Linked DNA regions of Mus musculus: region 1 is linked to region 2. A link is a contact called in public Hi-C data. All regions are on one chromosome and are shown on one strand. Each heading gives the region's core, a stretch centred on a gene start, on an enhancer-like site or on the middle of the called end of the contact. The rest is flanking DNA. Distances are from core to core; before and after follow the strand shown.

The links. A called contact is a pair of places that touch in the nucleus more often than the background predicts.
Region 1: a Hi-C map of group 2 innate lymphoid cells shows a contact between it and region 2, with 2.9 times the contacts expected there. The contact joins two enhancer-like sites. A contact is called at or near these places in 2 of 39 promoter capture datasets (embryonic stem cells and liver), 3 of 15 datasets of contacts at CTCF or cohesin (the G1E-ER4 cell line, the NIH/3T3 cell line and large pre-B cells), 9 of 484 Hi-C or Micro-C datasets (the G1E-ER4 cell line, Sertoli cells, bone marrow-derived macrophages and 3 more), 11 of 115 datasets of contacts at active chromatin or transcription factors (bone marrow-derived macrophages, double positive thymocytes, embryonic midbrain and 6 more) and 2 of 9 other capture datasets (embryonic tail and liver).

Annotation. Positions count from the first base shown.
Region 1 is chr16:30,186,801-30,189,500 of GRCm38.p6, reverse strand. The region is part of intron 2 of Gm26562 (a long non-coding RNA gene); the gene reads left to right. Among named protein-coding and RNA genes, the nearest start is that of 1700025H01Rik, 4.5 kb to the left of the region's middle. Within about 2 kb of position 1,355, at least 330 of the 459 cell types and tissues checked have an H3K27ac peak or open chromatin away from gene starts, as enhancers often do. A contact at or near this core is called in group 2 innate lymphoid cells and regulatory T cell precursor, where this site is marked.
Region 2 is chr16:29,854,568-29,857,314 of GRCm38.p6, reverse strand. No RefSeq gene overlaps it. Among named protein-coding and RNA genes, the nearest start is that of Gm32740, 4.6 kb to the left of the region's middle. Within about 2 kb of position 1,379, at least 11 of the 459 cell types and tissues checked have an H3K27ac peak or open chromatin away from gene starts, as enhancers often do. A contact at or near this core is called in group 2 innate lymphoid cells and regulatory T cell precursor, where this site is marked.

The DNA.
Region 1 (2,700 bases), core at 106-2,605, 330 kb before region 2:
ACCAGGAAGAGGAGTCAGGACTCGCTTAGGATCGGCTACCAGGGACTTGCATTTTGTGTTTCTGAGTCTCCACTGTGCCTCCCCTCCCCTCGAGAGCAAGGAGCTGAGTGTTTGTGGCTCCCTGGCACCAGAAGTAGGGTGTGCCCACTCAGCCTGGACTGGAGGGAGCTGAGGCGGCCAGTGCTTGCTCTACCATTCTCAGTGCCCGGAAGCCGGAGGGCAACAAGGACTGGCTGCCTTCCCAGAAAACACAGCTCACTGCCTGCCTGCTCTGCCCTTGAGCTCAGGCCCAGGGCGGTCCCGTGACAGGATCCCAGCTGGGGATGGTGGGCAGCGGACATTCCTCCTCCTGTGGCTTCCAAGAACCTCCCATCTAGGGTCTCCAGACCTCCAGGGCTGCTCCCCAGGACACACATTCCCAAGGCAGCATGTGGCTTCTTCATTCAGCCGGTTTCTGAACAGGACAAGGGTCACCTCCCCTCTTTGATGAGTGACTTACTCCAAAATGCCCTCTCTCCACCATGGGCAGGGATGAGGACAGGGGCTTGGAGACTTTCCAGGGGACAGCCTGAAGGCCTCTGTGGTTTCTTTGGACAGGGCTGGAGACAATCCCCACTCCCTATAGCCTGTGAACCAGGCTAAGCAGCTGGTGTATGGTAGAGTTATCTAGAGGCAACTTTTGGAACTCACTCTGCCCACAGTGAGCAGAAAGCCCCTGACTCCTGCTTTGGTGGTGTTAGGTGGGTTGTTGGAAGGGGAGGGGCTGGCTCTGAAGGGGCAGCAGTGATCAGTCAGCCAAAAAGCTTTTAATCAGGATATCCCCAGAGCACTCAGTTTCTAGTGATCAAGGTCAGAGGGCAAAGAGAGATCCAGGTCTGTTCTCAAGATGGTATGACGTCTGTGTGTGACCAGGTGGAAAAGCATGGGCCATGGGTATGAGACAGGTCTTGCTTGTGGTTAATTTTGAGAGTAGCACACTGATGCAAAGAAAACAGTTGCAGTTCGGCCTGAGACCGACTCAGTGTTCTCATCTGTAAAATGGGTCCTAAAAGTGTTCCACACTCAAATGGCACTGGATATGAATGGGCCTTTGGCACTGTGAGGTGGGGTGAGACTTGCTGGTGTGGCCATCTATCAGGCCTGGGAAGGAGCCCAGAGAAGGGCAGCAAGCCGGGGTCGCGCATCCTTCCTTTTCCACTAGGAGGAGCACTCGGCACTTGTTAAGATGCGTGTGCGTGGCAGGTCAGGAGGGCGGGAGGAGCGCCAGGTCCCCTCTGCGGGCTCCTGCCCTCCCCTCGAAGCTGGACCTTGTGTCTCCAGGGCCTGCTCTCCCTCCCGGGTGCTGGCAGGCTTTCAGAGGCCGGAGGAGGAGGAGGTTTGGCTGCCAGGAAGGGTGGGGCTGCCAGACACTGCAGAGCCACACTGTGACCCAGCCGTCCCGGAAACGCTCCCAACCTCGGCCCTCTGCGCGCACATCCGGCCGGGAGGGGTGCGGGCCAGGCTGTCAGGGGGACAGAGAGTGCGCGTGGGATGCCTCCGAGGTCAGGCTGCTAACGATCACCCAAACGAGAAAGAACAAGCTTTTTTTCTTCTTCTTTTTCTCTTTTAAAAATCTTATTCTGGGGCGAGAGGCTTTGTGTGTGACAGGCTTGGTGTTACAGAAGCAAGCCCTTAGCAGTGCGTTTCACTCCAGAGGCTTCCCCAGGCTCGCGCGTAAGTGTATATTTATTAATTAGAGAATGGTCATCCTGTGCCAAATTAGTTACCTACAGGAGCCCGTTTACAACTTGCTGCTTATTTTGTCCGTTTTATACACGAGAATGCAGAGGTGGCAAGGGTCACATGACCAAAGTCTCAGTTGTTGGATCTTGGATACAAACCTCGTATTTTTTTTTTTTTTTTAAAGCAGGACCTCAGGTTACTCATCTCTGCAAACTGCCAGCACCTGGTAGAGGACTCAGAACAAATGCGCAAAGCTGGAGCCCATGGGCACTTGGGCGTGTCTCTTTACCACTGTGGACAGATGAAATGACATAGAACAAGTGACAGCTTTAGCAATGGTTGTGCTATGGGGCCATGTGAACCTGGAGCTGAGGGTCTAGCTTTCTTCTTTTGATGCAGATTTTTCCTTTTTCCACAGACTATGTCAGGGCGAGGCTGTTTGGCATCCCAGGCAGACCCTCACTCTGGTGAGGCAGGAGATGTTTTGCGTGGGGCTGGAGGAGGCAGGGCTAAGAGTCCCTTCTGTGTCCCAGAAACTCCAGGCCTGGGGGAGGGGATGAGTGGAAAGACACCTGCTTCCTTCTATGATGTCACTGTGGGAGGCCCCTTCTCACCAAGTCCTGATGGAGGAGGTGACGTGGATATGGAAGCTCGGCCTGCCCAGAGCCCTGAGTCATAGGATCTGGCCCATGAACTTGAGAAGCATGGGCTCTTGTGTCATGGCTTCAGAGGCTGCCAGGGCTGGCTCAGCCTTCTGAAGCTAGGTGTGAGAAGGGATGGGGTACAGGCAGGCCTGAGAGTGGGTGTCCTAACTCCCAACATGGCACCTCACCTACAAGCCACCAATGTAGCTCATCTTTCTCTCCCATGCTCCACCCGGGGCCTTGCATTTGTCTTTTTGTTAAGCCAGACCTGCTCCTTCCTCCCGCCATTTTGACTGTTTCTGGGCTGAGGTTTAACATGTCACGCTGATTCAGA
Region 2 (2,747 bases), core at 130-2,629:
GCAGAAAGATCTGGTCCATCAGGGAAATGAGGCACACTTTCTCCAATAGCCAGCCAAAGGTGGCATTCTGTTTGTGTCACAGGGATGGCAGAATACCTACTATATGGTGAACATAGGTATGTATCCCTGTCTCAAGAAGGAAGTACTTAACTCCTCTATGGGGCTCAGTGTCCCCTTAAAGGGCTAGCTTCTAAATAATAACTTTTAATACATTGTGGTCCCATGTTCTGAATCTCCACTTGTGGCACCTGGACACCACCGATACACTGGCTCAGGGAGGGGAGGACTGGGCAAAGTCTGGGATGGGGAGTCTGCAGTCTTTGCCTCCCTTCCAGGCGTCAGACACTGCTGCACACCAGGCCTTAACTAGTCTCAGTTGTGATTTCCAATTGTTTTCTGCATGTATTCTAGTATTCTTGGCTGCATTTCTTCCTCTTCCTCCTCCTCCTCCTCAGATAGGGTCTCATGCAGCCCAAGTAGTTTTGAACTCCTTGTGTAGCTGAGGCTAGTCCCAGACTTGGAATCCTCTGGCCTCATCTTTAAAATGTAGCAGCTAAGGATGCATGCCCCCAGTGGTTGCTTTTTCATAGCACTGCACAATGCTTTCCACATTTCTTGAAGACTTCCTGTCTTCATCTATTCTTTCCTCTTGTTCCTTCTGTTTGGTGGAAACATTTTCCCAACCAAGTGAAGCTCAGGAGGGGTCTTGAATGGTGGCCAGGGAGTCTTCCGTCATCTGCACTCACAGCTTTGAAGATCACCCTTGAGTTTTCAAGACCCACCTTCAACCTCAATAGGCTTAAGACATCTCCCAGTAAATCTTTGTGCTTTTGCTCATTCTCCATGTGCGTCAGTACTCTTAGACATACAGCCTTTCTGTAGGTCTCATTCTAGTGAGACTAAAAGTCTTTTGAAGATAAGATTTGATCTTTCCTTTCCTGTGTTATGCACACAGTGCTCTCTCACGGAAGAGCAAAGTTTGTGCATCTGCTGCATCAAGCAATGACTCTAAACAAAGGAGGGACCTTTCCACAGATCGCCTTCTCCTTCTAGCTTCTTTTTAGGTCAAATAGACCTGCCACAAAAAGGAATGATCTTGGCTAGGAGTGGTAGTAAATGCCTTTAATCCCAGAACTCAGGAGGTAGAGATAGGTGGATCTGTTTGAGTTAGAGGCCAGCCTAGTCTACAGAGGGAGTTCCAGGCCAGCGAAGGCTACATAGTAAGACACTGTCTAAAGAAATTGAAATAAATAACTACGTAGATAAAAAAGGAATGATCTTTGGGGTCATAATAGAAAACCAGTCTTAAGCATAAACTGTTGGATCAAAAACCTAGTGTGTTTCCAATCACTTTCACCATGCAATGGCTCTCATGCTCTGCCCACATGGAAACTCACGCTGTGGTTGCTGAAAGTTGATTTCTGTGGCCACCGCTTACACATAACGAAGGATATCGCGTGTGGTTATTTTAGATCTAGGAAAGTCAACCTTGAAAGCTTCAAACCTATTCAGCCAATCTCTACTTAGGAAAAAAAAAAAAAAAAGAACAGATGGAGTTGTTTCTTCAAAGCATTTGATTATCGAGCACACATTTTACGGGACCTCAAGGGTCACTGAGGTTCCTGTCTTATCACTCGAGCTGCATTCCTGAACCTGTAAAAGAAATGAGCTGCTTAGCGTGTTCCTTTGTAGCTGGCCCCCACGCCTTTGGATCTACCTGTTTTCAGGATGCCTTTGGGCAGCCATAATGAAAGGATATTTTCCTATACGGTATGGAGGCTAGTCTCCTCACAACAGCTTGGCAAGGAGAAGAATAAAATCTATTTTACATCTCCTGAATGACTCTAATTGGGTTTTGAAGACCAAACAATTCCCTTCAGTACAGCTGGGGCTTTGGGTAGCCCCAAACCAATTAACTCAAATTATATAATTTCCCCCCACCCCCACCCCTGCTCCCTAAACTTGACTTGCCTAGTTAGCAGTGAGGGGAATTAGTTCAGATGCCTCTGCTGCCTGGCACAATGAGCGAACTCAGCTGTGGGCCAGCCAGAAGCATCTTGCCTGTGGAAAGGAATAAAGGCACACTCGAGTTGAGTGGCCGTGTCCTTGGTATGGCTCTCTCCTCCTTCTACAGTGTAATTCCAAATTTGGCATAAATATATTAATGGATTATGGGAGAGAGGAAAACATCCGAGCCTTTGAATGGGAGCAAGCAAGCTTGCTCTTGGAAATGTGCAAGGCTCATTACGGCACCTAGATTTGTGAGGTGGCGGCCAGAGCCATGGGAACTGTCTGAGGAGGACTCTTAGCAGGTGTGCGCCTGCACTCCAGTGGTTGTTTGAAGGCACAGGCGTGATATTGAGAGTAGATTTCCTCTTTCTTCTTGTGTGATTTGAGATTGAGATGAGAATAAGAGAAATGATAAAATCCTGTGACAATTCTAAGTATGGATCTATCTTCCATATTATACCATTATTTACTTGTTTTATGTATGTGAGTACACCATCACTGCCTTCAGACATACCAGAAGAGTGCATTGGATCCCATTACAGATGGTTGTGAGCCACCATGTGGTTGCTGGGAATTGAACTCAGGACCTCTGGAAGAATAGTCAGTGCTTTTAACCACTGAGCCATCTCTCCAGGCCTATCTTCCATATTAAAAGTACAATGATCTTAAAGTCAGAACAAGAGTCTGACTGTAGGCCGAAAATCTTTTGCAAATTTTGTTACAAACAGCTCAATCCC